2 separate regions of the Sus scrofa genome follow, and region 1 is linked to region 2. The links are chromatin contacts, called in public Hi-C maps. All regions are on one chromosome and are shown on one strand. The core of a region is the stretch at or near the end of the contact, and the rest is flanking DNA. Distances in the headings are between cores, read along the strand shown.

The links. A called contact is a pair of places that touch in the nucleus more often than the background predicts.
Region 1: a contact with region 2 is called in a Hi-C map of subcutaneous adipose tissue, with 1.9 times the contacts expected there. The contact joins the enhancer-like site here to the promoter of LRRC42 in region 2. A contact is called at or near these places in 12 of 47 Hi-C or Micro-C datasets (blood, embryonic fibroblasts, fetal liver and 7 more) and 2 of 2 datasets of contacts at active chromatin or transcription factors (alveolar macrophages and skeletal muscle).

What each region holds. Positions count from the first base shown.
Region 1 is chr6:158,431,223-158,437,645 of Sscrofa11.1, reverse strand. YIPF1 (protein YIPF1) reads right to left here. Exons shown (of 11, transcript XR_002345188.1): 10 at 5,534-5,665. Among named protein-coding and RNA genes, the nearest start is that of NDC1, 24 kb to the left of the region's middle. Within about 2 kb of position 5,120, at least 4 of the 83 cell types and tissues checked have an H3K27ac peak or open chromatin away from gene starts, as enhancers often do. A contact at or near this core is called in retroperitoneal adipose tissue and subcutaneous adipose tissue, where this site is marked.
Region 2 is chr6:158,336,402-158,342,786 of Sscrofa11.1, reverse strand. It overlaps LRRC42 (leucine-rich repeat-containing protein 42), which reads left to right and starts at 4,485. Exons shown (of 8, transcript XM_021096606.1): 1 at 4,485-4,864. HSPB11 (intraflagellar transport protein 25 homolog) reads right to left here and starts at 4,005. Exons shown (of 7, transcript XM_013999370.2): 1 at 3,726-4,005. The coding sequence starts at 3,752.

The DNA of each region.
Region 1 (6,423 bases), core at 3,871-6,370, 94 kb before region 2:
GACCCTGACACCCAAGTTTATAGAATCTGCGCAAAGCCCAGAGGTACCAAATCTGTGTAAATCAGGATGGGAGGCCTGCAAGGGCCCTGGGGACCAGGTGCTTCCCAGATGCCGGCTTCTGACTCTCTGCGGGTTTAGAGCGCCTGGGACACTTGGTCTAGAGCCTTCACAATCAAAATGTATGGAAGGAACCGAAGCTTCAGCCCAGGAGCAGGCTGGGCGAGCCCCTCTCCAGGGTGATGTCAGGTATTCTGAGGCAAGGCAGAGAGCCAGGCAACAAAGGCCATTGTGTCCTCCACCTCTGTCCCTCTGCAGCTGAGCTCAGATGTCCTTGTTTCAGGTGACGTGAACCCACAGCACGTCCCTGTGTCCCCATCAACAGCCTACCTCTTCACCTTCCCAAAAGCCACAGCAAACTGACTGCTCTTGAGACAAACGGGCAACTGGACTGTCCTGCGCAAACTTCAGGACTCGGCTCAAGCCAGGCCCCCTCTGAGAAGCCTTCCCCGGGCCGAGTGAGTCAGTGTTTCTGTGTTTCTGTGCTCCCACAGAGCCCATCAACTCACAACTTGGCCTGGGCACTTCTCACATAGCCTGGCCCACAGACTGGTCTCTTCTGATGAGCTGTTTTACCCAGGGACGAAGGCGCCTCCAGGCAAACTGGATCCAATTTTCTAGGTCCCCGGGGTCTGAGTGAAGGAATAAATGATGATTTAGGACTCAGTGATCCAAGCCCCTCTGGTAACAGCCCACATCCAGACGCTTGCCTGACTCTCCAGAGTCACCTCCACCCATGCAGCATCAACGAAGCGCTCGACCTGTCTGTGCTAGGCGGGCATCAGGCCAAGACCGGCGAGTCCAAGTGAAAGAAGAGTCCCTTCGCCGTGGATTTCAGTCTGAGACCTTTCCTGCCCTGGGGCCGCCTCTAACTGTTAGTGGAGTCCATTTGCAGGATGAGCTGGACATGTGTGCAGACAATTAAGCGGTGACACCAGCCAGCTACCACATGCTCCCAAGGCAGTGGGCTCCAAAAACAACCCACTGACGCGGTGGAAGGAAAATATCACAACGTCTATTAATATTTATTTTTCATCAAAAAACAAGGAATTAAGCTTGAATAGTGACTATATGGATTGACAACAGTCTATGTAAATAACTTCGAATATATGCCTATCCCTACAGGTGTGTGCTTGTGGGAGACAGACTTTAAACAGCCTCCATACAATGCGTGTGTATAGCAAACTATCATGATGTATAAAGAGCTCACAATTCTATTGTGAAAAATAAAACAAAGTAAAATGAAGTTTTCTTTCTTTTTTTTTTTCTTTTTTAGGGCTGCACCTGCAGCATATGGAGGTTCCCAGGCAAGGGGTCAAATGGTAGCTGCAGCCGTCGGCCTATGCCACAGCCACAGCAATGGCAGGATCCAAGCCACGTCTGCAATCTACACCACAGCTCATGGCAATGCCCGATCCTTAACCCACTGAGGGAGGCCAAGGATCAAACTCACAACCTCATGAATGCTAGTCGGGTTAGTTAACTGCTGAGCCATGAGGGGAACTCCGGAAATGAAAAATTTAAAAATTTAAATGGCCTCCAACGATCCTTGCCTCCGAGTATTTCACGCCCTGGTGTGTTCCCTGCCCCCCACCGTGGGCAAGACTTGTGACTTGCTTCTAATCAAAAGAATATGGCAGGAGTTCCCGTTGTGGCTCATCGGTTAACAAACCTGATTAGCATCCATGAGGACGTGGGTTCAATCCCTGGCCTCATTCAGTGGGTTAAGGATCCAGCGTTGCCATAAGCTGTGGTGTAGGTAGCAGATGCAGCTTGGATCTGGCATTGCTGTTGCTATTGCTATGGCTGTTGCTATGGCTCCGATGAGACCCCTAGCCTGGGAACCTCCATAAGCTGCAGGTGTGGCCCTAAAAAGACAAAAAGACAAAAAACGACGACAACAACAAAAAGAACATGGCAGAGGTGATGGATGTCATTTCTACGATTATATTACTCAGACGGTAACTTCCACCTCCCTAACAGACCCTCTGCGGATCACTCCATTCATGGCTTTGTAAAGCATCACCTGGAGGGGACTATGTGGCAAGGAGCGGAGGGCAGCCTCCAGCTGACCATCAGCAAGGAGGCTGTCGGTCCAACAGGCCGCAAGGAACCGAATCTTGCCAACAACCATGTGAGTGTGGACGGTTCTTCCCCAGCCCAGCCTTCAGATGAGACCAGGACCCAGGCAACTCTGTGGGTGCAGCTGTGTGAGGAGACCTTGAAGGAGGGAACTAAGTGAAGCTTGCCCAGATTCCTGACTCACAGAAACAGAGAGATGAGGAAGAATGTGCGTTGTTTGAGCTGCTAAGTTTGTGGCAATATTGTTAGGCAGCAATAGATAATACAGTCCTCAAATTCTTTTGTTTTTTGCTTTTTAGGGCCACATTTGCAGCACACGGAAGTTCCCAGGCTAGGGGTCGAATCAGAGCTGCAGCTGCGGGCCTGTGCCACGGCCACAGCAATGAGGGATCCAAACCCGTCTGCAACCTACACCACAGCTCAGATCTCACCGACGCCAGAGCCTTAACCCACAGAACGAGGCGAGGGATCAAAGCCGCATCCTCGTGGATCCTAGTCAGGTTTGTTACCACTGAGTCACGACGAACTCCTAGGCCTCAAGTTCTTACCTGACAGGTTGTACAATCAAAGAAGTATGACAACCTCTGAACTAAAGCATCTCTAGACCAGCAAAAGAGAGCTTCTACTCTCCACCCCTCAGAAAAAGGCCAGGAGCCAGCAGGGGAGCCTGCAAGTTTTCATGTAAAAAGAACACCAGCCTAAAAAGTGGGAAAGTGGAAAAACCTCAGGAATTGGTTCCTCAAGACCTGAGTTTAAGTCCCAGCTCTGCCTCTAAGAGGGAGGTGATCTTAGTGACCTCAGACTGACTAAGCCCAGCTTCCCCATCGAGAGAGTGGGGACAACATGGCTGGTAAGAGCGGCCAGTGAGAGTGACCTGGACAGTGCTTTCTGAAACAGGATATGATACACGTTAGTCTGCCTGCCTCCAAACCTGGGGTGGCCATGGACCGGGCACTGTCCTCCCTTGGCCTCAGCTACCTCACTATCAAAAGAGGAGGGAAGCACATTGCATCTCCATGGGCTCAGATCTCCTTTTATTCTATCATCACGGTACCAAGTGAGGAGAGGAAGGGGGGAAGCGGGCTCTGATGTTTCCGTGGTCCCCTAGTCATGCCATTGGCCAGGACTGTCTTAGCAACAAGGCCACTGGCAGGACCTTTGTTTGAGTAATCACAACTTGTCACCTCGTAGGGCTGGCACCCTAAATTTCTTAATTGAGAGGGGAAATCTCCATGTGTTTTACAAAAAGGAAATGAAAAGTCACCATAAAGCCAGTATGAACCATCAAATTCCAACACAAATTAGTGACCTATTCTCAGAGAGGGAGCAGCTTGAGTCTATTACTGCCCATAATAGCTGTGTGCCGGGAGCTTTTATAAACATGATCTCTAATCTTCACTACAGTCTTAAAATATAAATGCACACCTCGATTAACGGAACTTCACTTTATTATGCTTTGCAGATGCTGTTGTTTTTTATACATTGAAAGTCTGTGGCAACCTTGCATTGAGCAAGTCTACCAGTACCATTTTCCTAAGGGCATTTATCTCTGTGTCACATTTTGGTAATTCTTACAATATTTCAAACTTTTTCATTATTGCTATATTTGTTATGGGGATCTCTGATCAGTGATCTTTTTTTTTTGGTCTTTTGTCTTTTTAGGGCCGCACCCGTGGCATATGAAGGTTCCCAGGCTAGGGGTCGAACAGAGCTATAGCTGCCAGACAGCAACGTGGGATCTGAGCTATGTCTGAGACCTACACCACAGCTCCTGGCAACGCCAGATCATTAACCCACTGAGCCAGGCCAGGGATCGAACTTGCGTCCTCATGGATACTAGTTGGACTCATTAACTGCTGAGCCACGACAGGAGCTCCTGATCAGTGTCTTTTGTATTACTACTACAATTCACTGGAGGTCAAATGATGGTCAGCATTTTTGAGCAATACAGATTTTTCTGTGTGCCTGTCTTTTTAGGGCTGTACCCACAGCGTATGGAAGTTCCCAGGCTAGGGGTTGAATCAGAGCTGCAGCTGCCAGCCTACACCACAGCCACAGCAATGCTGGATCCAAGCAGAGTCTGCAACCTACACCACAGCTCATGGCTACGACAGATCCTTAACCCACTGACTGAGGCCAGGGATCGAACCCAGGTCCTCATGGATGCTAATCGGGTTCACTAACCAATGAGCCATGATGGGAACTCCTATGAATATAATTCTTATATGAACTGGGAAACCAAAAGACTCGTGTGACTTGCTTTATTGCAATACTTGCATTTCTCCAGTGGTCTAGAATCAAACCGACAATAACTCCAAGGTATGCCTATAGACGTATCACCCTTATTTCATAGTGAAGTTAGCTGAGGCACAGAGAGAATAAGCTCTTTGTCTCAGGCACACTGACAGTACATGGCAAGGCAAGGATTTAATTTTAATTCTATTTGACTCTAAAGGCCCTGGTCTTTGGACCACACCCTGTTGCTCTGGGAGACAGCAGTTTGGGCAGAAAGATCAGCACATGATTACAAAATAGGATAAAGGTTCTTTAGGGAGCTCACGTGCAGAGTGCGGCTTCATTCATGCCATAAACGTTTACTGAGTACCTACTGTATACCAGGTCATGTGGTGAGCAATGAAGATACAAAAAACATGCCCTCTTTGTTCTTGCTCTTACGAGGCTGAGTCTAACTGGGGGGACATTCTAGTACAAGGAGAACAAATGGATAAATAAAAGAGTGAACAAATGGACAGGCAGATGGACACACTGACAGTGAACAGGTACAAGGTGTAACGGGATCACAAAGTAAGTGATGACGACTGGAAGGGAAGGAGCGTTTCAGACAACTGATGAGCACGTGCGAAGGCTCGGTACACTGAGGAGGTGGAACAGGGGGCGAGAGACCAGCCAGGGAGGCACGGGGTCCCGTTCCTGCAGTCCGGCCCCGAGCTAGCTGCCCACAGTGGACTCATCAAAGGGGCCCGAGAGCAAACTGAGCATGAGAACTGGTAAGCTTGGGAGAACTGCATGAGTAATTCAAGAACAGTCACACTCAGGGTCTGAGGCCAGCCTGAGAAGTCACAGAGAAACTGGAGGAAAAAACAATCATAGGACTATAAGCCAATGGAACAAACCCAACTGTGCTGCTGGGAAGGGAACGGGGAGGAGAGGAGAGGGGAAGCTGGGGCCGAAAGGCAGGAACCCTCCTTACAGGAGACTCCAAGGCGCCTGCTTCCCAAACGTACAAAGCCAGAGGAGGCAGATTTCCCAACCGAACCCTCGGCAAGAGGGGCACACCCCACACGGCGTTGTGAGGATGCTCAAAGGGCCTGGCCCTCCCAGTTTGGGATGCTCACAGCCAGACACCTGCGACACCTGCCCGTTTTGACTGTACCTCACCGCGAGGAGATGCAAATACAATCGCTCCCTTTCCTCTTTAGCTGGACTTGACTGCTGCAACTGTTTGGTTTGGAGCTGCGGTGGCTGGTGGGAGATGGTCCATCTCTGGTGCATCAAAAAAGTAGGCCTGCAGGGAAAGGAGACCCACGAGGGGCGTTAGAAAATAGAATGGCCATCATTAATAAATCCACAAATAACAAGTGCTGGAGGGGCTGTGGAGAAAAGGGAACCCTCCTGCACTGCTGGTGGGAATGTAAACTGGTACAGCCACTATGGAGAACAGTTTGGAGATACCTTAGAAATCTATACATAGAACTTCCCTATGACCCCGCAATCCCACTCTTGGGCATCTATCCGGACAAAGCTCTACTTAAAAGAGACACATGCACCCGCATGTTCATTGCAGCACTATTCACAATAGCCAGGACATGGAAACAATCCAAATGTCCATCGACAGATGATTGGATTCGGAAGATGTGGTATATATACACAATGGAATACTACTCAGCCATAAAAAAGGATGACATAATGCCATTTGCAGCAACATGGATGGAACTAGAGAATCTCATCCTGAGTGAAATGAGCCAGAAAGACAAAGGCAAATACCATATGTTATCACTTATAACTGGAATCTAATATCCAGCACAAATGAACATCTCCTCAGAAAAGAAACTCATGGACTTGGAGAAGAGACTTGTGGCTGCCTGATGGGAGGGGGAAGGAGTGGGAGGGATCGGGAGCTTGGGCTTATCAGACACAACCTAGAATAGATTTACAAGGAGATCCTGCTGAATAGCATTGAGAACTATGTCTAGATACTCATGTTGCAACAGAAGAAATAGTGGGGGAAAAACTGTAATTGTAATGTATACATGTAAGGATAAC
Region 2 (6,385 bases), core at 3,236-5,735:
GTTGGATTCTTAACCCAATGTACCAGGATAGGAACTCCAATTTTTAAATTCTAATTCAGTCATTTGGTCCATGAACTTAAAGGCATCTCTGTTGTAGATTTAAGTTTGAAAAAAAGCATCCTGAGAAGATACTGTTGAGCTGACAGAAGGAAGACTAGAGAAAGAGTACACCAGAACTCACCCTCCTTGATCTGCAGTGATAGGGCACAAACCAATAATGCAGATGCAAGGCGACCGGGCAAGCTGTATCTACAAAGAATTAAAAGATGAAGAATGTTTGGAAAAGGAAGAAAGACTTCCAATACACAAACTAAGCCCCAGTTTAACTTTTTTAAAAAATAAAACTATTTCAAATAAACAAACAACAAGCTATAGTGGATGTCTTACATTAAACAATTATGTACCTACTTCACAGATTTGAGAAATGTTAACATTTCAGTATGTCCACTTCAAATTTTTTTTAAAGAAATAAGTAGCTCCTGTCTTTATACCCTTCCTTGCCCAGTGGTAACAGCTATTCCGAAACTGGTGAATATCCTTCCCATGTTTTTATACTTTTATCATATATGGATCAGTATGCACAGTTCTTTTAAAAACTTAGATGTTGTCACAGTGTACATATCCCTTGCTGCTTGCTTTTTTTTTTTCAATATTATATCTGGATTTGGAATTTAGACTGTACTCCCAACATAAACAATCTTAGTGTTTCCCCTATTTTTCTTTTTGTTAGAAGAATTTATATAAGATGGGTGTTATCGGATCCTATAAGCCCAGTAAAGTGTTTATAGCATTTTTACTATTTCAAGTTCAATAAGTCTCTTTCGGCTTTCTATATCTTCTTGAGTCAATTTTGAAATTTATATTTGGAGAAAACTATCTATTTCTTCTTATTTTGTATATTTATTGGGATAAAGCTCATTTTCTATTATAATTTTAAAATCTAGTATTTAGTATTAAAAGCTGTGGCAAGATTGAAGGAAAAAGGCATACATGATAATATGATTTTATTTCGCCTTTTTTCTTGCCAATCTTACACAGCTTTTAATACTATTGATACCAGAGAACTGCTGTTGCTTGAACATTGTTAACTCTTAGTTTGAAGAGAAAAAATACGGTGAATTCTTGGAAATAGAGATTGATGTACTTGGATGTTAATTCTCAACAAAAATTCTAAAATTGCTAAATTTCATCATTAAAAGCATGTCCTTGAAAATCTAAACAAGAAGGTAGTAAAACTAGAAAGCAACAGTAACTTTAGTACATGTTATACCAAATCTATATATTTCTTTTTGTTTGATAGAGTTACTTCCTATTACTTCTGAATGCTCTGAACACTTCAAGAAAATTTCAAAGCATCTCAGATAACCTGTGGACTAGATGAAGAAATGTGGGATAGGTGACAGGCAGTACTTGAGGTAGATTGTTTATAATTCTTGGAATGGCTATCCTCAAAGAATAATGATTAATGGGACAAAATGAACTGTGGAAGACCTTTATCCTTATCCCATTCAACATTTTCATTATTAAGGATAGAAAAAGTTTGTTTTATCAGTTTTGCAGATGACACAAAGCTGGGATATCAGCTAATATGCTAGAATTAGCACACAAGAACTGAGCAAGCTAGAAAAATGGGTTGCAATGACTAAGATACTGAATAAGGATAACAGTAAAGGCCTGTACTCAGACTTAAAAAATCAGGAGTTCCCACCATGGCTCAGTGGAAATGAATCTGACTAGTATTCATGAGGACAGAGTTTCACTCCCTGGGCTCGAACCGTGGGTTAAGGATCCGGCATTGCTGAGAGTAGTGCAGGTTACAAATGCGGTGTAGGCCAGCGGTTACAGCTCTGATTTGACCCCTAGCCGGGGAACCTCCATATGCCCCCGGTGTGGTCCTAAAACAGACAAAAAAAAAAAAAAAAAAAAAAAAAAAATCAATCACATGAAGAACGGTTTAGATCAGGGATTGGGAAACTATTGCCTATAAGTCAAATCTAGCCTGACACCTGTTTTTGTATGGCCCATCAGCTAAGAATGCTTTTTACATTTTAAAATATTTTTCAAAATCAATATAGTATTTTGTGGCACATGAAAATCATATGAGATAGGAAATTTGCAGCTTTGTGTCAATGAGTAGGTTTATTGGAAATGGCCATGCTCATTCATGTATATATTGTCTGTGGCTACTTTTGTGCTATAGTGACAGAGTTGAATGTTTGTGACAGACTCATAAAGCCTAAAATATCTATTATCTGGCCCTTTAGAGAAAAACCTTGCCAATCCTTCATCTCTATGTGTAAAATATAGAGGATTAGTTGATTGCAAAGTCACTATAAGGCAAAGGAATGTTATTTTAGATTATATTATTGGAGTTAAGAAGGAACCACCTTCTATCGAAATCTTTGAAAACCAACTAAGGGCCAGACACTGCACTAGTAATGCAAAGATACTATGTCGTCACCTTTGACTACAGTAAATCTAAGACAAAGATGGTGACCAAGGCTTGGTTTTTGCCTTCAAGCTCAGTGTCAAGGAAGATGGACAACCATGAAACTAGTAACTTAGTATGTTACATGCTAATAGTGAACCACACCTAGAATACTCTGTTCGGTTCCAATTAGCATATTTTAAGTAAGACACTGTCAGGCTTTACATTGTTCAGAGGAGTGCAAAAATTTCATGATGATATATAAGCTACATTAAATGGAGGAAGTTGAAAGAATATTGTTTCAAGGAGAGATAATTTAGTGAGAGAAATGTGACTACAAGTTTTAACATCACAAGTCTTCAAATGTAAAAAGTATTAGAATTTTTCACTAATAACTGATGATAATAACAGGGAGAAATGCACTCAACAAATATGAATTCCAGAGTTCTCTGTGGTGCCATGGATTGAAGATTTGGCATTGTCACTGCAGCAGCTTGGGTTGCTGCTGTGGTATGGGTTCGATTCCTGGCCTAGGGACTTCCACATGCTGCAGGCATGGGCAAAATAAATAAACAAACAAACATGAATTTTAAGCTGGATGACATCATAGATATAAGAAATTTCTAGCAAAGAGAAGATTTTTAATCTTTTCCAATCCTGGAAGTGTACAAGAAAAGGTAATAACCTATGAAAGAAACTAAAGAAAGAATTCTTGCACTGGGGTTCCTTTAGAATGACTTGAATTCTAGGAAAGGTAGATTAGGAGCAGATAATACAAATACTTGAAAGTCAGGTAAAGAGAGTAGGCTTTAGCCTATAGTTCAGTGGTTCTCAATTGGACTGGTGGTGATGCCTTAGATGCCTTATCTTGTCCCAGTGCCATTTATCCACCCTTTCACCTCCAGTTCGCATGTCCTTTCTTTCCGCAAACCTCTCTGCGCCAAGTCTTCAGTTCACCTTCTCCCCGACCAGCCACTAGCTTCTGGTAACTCTTTGATTCCTCAAACCCTGTCCCATTACATCATCCACCGGGAACGTGTGTAAATTCGAGAAGCGCCATCCTCCCTCTCCCCAGTGCCAGCCAGGGCCTATAGCTTGGCATATCACTTGAAAGGCAATCAGCCCTGACCCCACATTTTCCCCTCCATCCCAAACCCTTCTCTTCAGTTCAAGGCCATTTCGAGACCTCCATGGGCCCTGAACATTCATAACTTTGGACTCCTGGCGCCAAACTAGATAAAATATCTTAAATGAACCCACATCTTATGTCAAACATAATTCTGAAGTATGAACTTACGTTCCAGTGGATAGGTTTCATTTTCATACACTTATAATTTCGACTTGGAATTGATTTTCCCTTTGTGTGTGGGGGGGTCAAAACATTTTATCAGGCCTAGAAAAAGTTCGTGCGCTGGTTCTCTGGTACTTCGAAGAGACCTGCGTCAGACTTCCCCCTTCCCGGTCCCCTCACGAGCCAAGCCTCAGCGACCCCGGCGATCCGCCTCCGCGCCGCGCGTCCCCTCACAACCCCCGCCACGCTCGCTCGCTCGCTCCCTCCTCCACCAGCATCCCCTTCTGTCGGCCTCGCCCAGCCAGGGTCCCACCTCCCAAGGTGCCGGGCGAGCCACAAAGCCCGGATCGCCTAGGCCTCCGGTTAGCGACAAACGCGCTTACAGTCGAGCTTCGTTTCTCTCTACCGCCCTGCCCACAACTCCGCCTCTCCCCTCTCCGCCGGCCTCCTAGGAGTTCGCTGGCTGCTGCGCAGAATCTACTCCCGGCTCTATGCTCCACCCCTCCCTCAGACCCCGCCCCGTCTCGCCCCACCCTGCGTTGCGCGCCCCATTCCCCAGCCCCGCCTCCCTCCCGCCCAGCCTCCTCGAGATCCCCAGAGCGCTCAGCTCTTCTCCCGGCCTGATGCTCCACCCTCCCATAGGCCACGCCCCAGGCCACGCCCCCGTGATCTTTGGTTCGCGGGCTGAGTTCCGCAGCCCCGCCCAAGGGCCTGTCCCTAGGTAAGCCCTGAGCACGCGCTGCCTACCCTCCCCCAGCTCAGCTTGATCCCAGGGGCCTGCGAGACCCAAGAGACCCGCCTTCGTGCGAACACGCACGCGCAGTCCCCACCTCTCCCGGCTCGAGCCCTAGGCCCTCAGGTCGCCAGCCCGGGGCCCGGTCCCGCCTCCAGGCCCGGCTCCGCCCCTCATGCCGGGTCTCGCGCGCAAGCGCGCCTCCCCTGCCCAGTCTTCCCTCCGCCCCCGCCGGCCCCGCGGTCCCAAGGCGCCAGGTCGCCCCCAGCCCCCTCCCTCCTCCCGCCCACTCTCTGTCCCACCCTCCTCAGCTTTGTGCCGGGGGCGCGGAGCCGCTTCCCCCCTCTGCCGCGCCGCGGGAGGAGGGACCTGCCACCGAGGAGCTGCCGGGCTGCCCCAGGCGGGGGTACAGGTAGGTGGCGACCGCGGGCTGGGCCTCTCACGTAGCCCAGGGCTGAGAATGGGGCGGGTGCGGGGTTTGAGGGAGGGGTGGGATGGGGGAGGGGGAGATCGAAAGGGACGAAGCTGGGGTGTGGTTGGTGAAAGATGTGGAGATGAGGATATAGGGGTGTCAGAGGTGGGTTTAAGGGTAGAATTGGGGTGCTGGGGGAGTGTATGAGGGCGTGTGAAGATTGGGGTTCAGGCCTGGGTGGGAGAAGGGAGAAGGATTAGCTTGGGTGAATTTGAGGAGGGGCATGCGTGGGAATTTCGACCGAGGTGGAGGATTGCAGTGCTGGCGAAGGAGGGGAAGAGGGAATCGGATTGAGGGGTGCCAAGAGGGAAGGGTCTAGGACTGGAATGGGAGAAGGGGTGGGGTCTTGGGGGTAGGGAGGAAAAGTTGGGGCCGCGGATTGTGAAGTTGGGCTTTAGTGAGGCGTGAAGAAAGGAGATCTTGAAGGTTGAGGGCAGAAGACAAGGAAAAGATGGAGAGATTGGGGTCCTGGGAGAGGGAATCTCAGCGAAGTGGGAGGAAGGGGCGAATACATGGTGAAGGACAGAGCAGGAGTGCATAGGGATGAGAGTGGGTGGGGGTGGAATGGTCTAGGAAGGAAGGAGCCGGGTGACGGTGGGATTGGGTCGGAGGGATGGGGGAGCCACATTTCAGAAGGGTCCTGGAAGGATGGGTAGGGCGGGAGGTTGGAGAGGTGGGGGCAGGGTAGCTGGGAGTGGAGGAAGGGAGAGGGTTAGGATCCTTGGTGTGGAGATTGGATTTTGTGTGTGGTACTCTGGAGTTGGCAAGTGGAAAAAACTGTCCAGGGTCAGAACGTAGGAGAGATCGGCCTGTTCCAAGAGGGAAGTAGGAGCTACGTATGGGTGAGAAGGCAGGTAGGGAAGTGCAAGTTACAGGAAAAAAGAAATAATGCGTTGAAAACTGAATAATGGCGGTGACCCAGAACAGTATAAGATTGTTAGTTATTTTTTAAAAAAAAAAAAGATTGTTAGTTATTGGTGGTTTGGAACTACTTTCTGTTCAGGTTTTACGTTGGAGATTTTCTCAAGAATACTTCGTTTTCAAATAAACGAAGGGTGTCTGCAGCCTTGGGTTGAAGGCCATTGGTTGACAGATTTTTTTTTTCCTGGTGTGTGAATGTGGGTAATTTCTGCCCTGGCAGAGGGAAGAAGGGAGGCCTCAGTGTAGCTCTGTCCTGGCTCTGTTCCCACCAACTCTTTCCTCAGATGTCCACTGGTTTTTTTATCTCCTCCCTGCGCCCCCCCCCCCCAGCTTGAGTCAGTGAATACCAGAGGGATCAAACAGGTGGGTGAGATTAATTTTTAACATTTTTTTTTATCCTTAAGGCTGATGTCATATTTTTATTCTTGAGAGACAGCATCATACAGTGGAAAGAGCTTGAGCTTTGGAGTGACACAGCCTTGAGTTTGAATTCTGGCTCTGCCGCTTACTAGTTTTGTTCCTTAAGCAGTTGCTTTATGC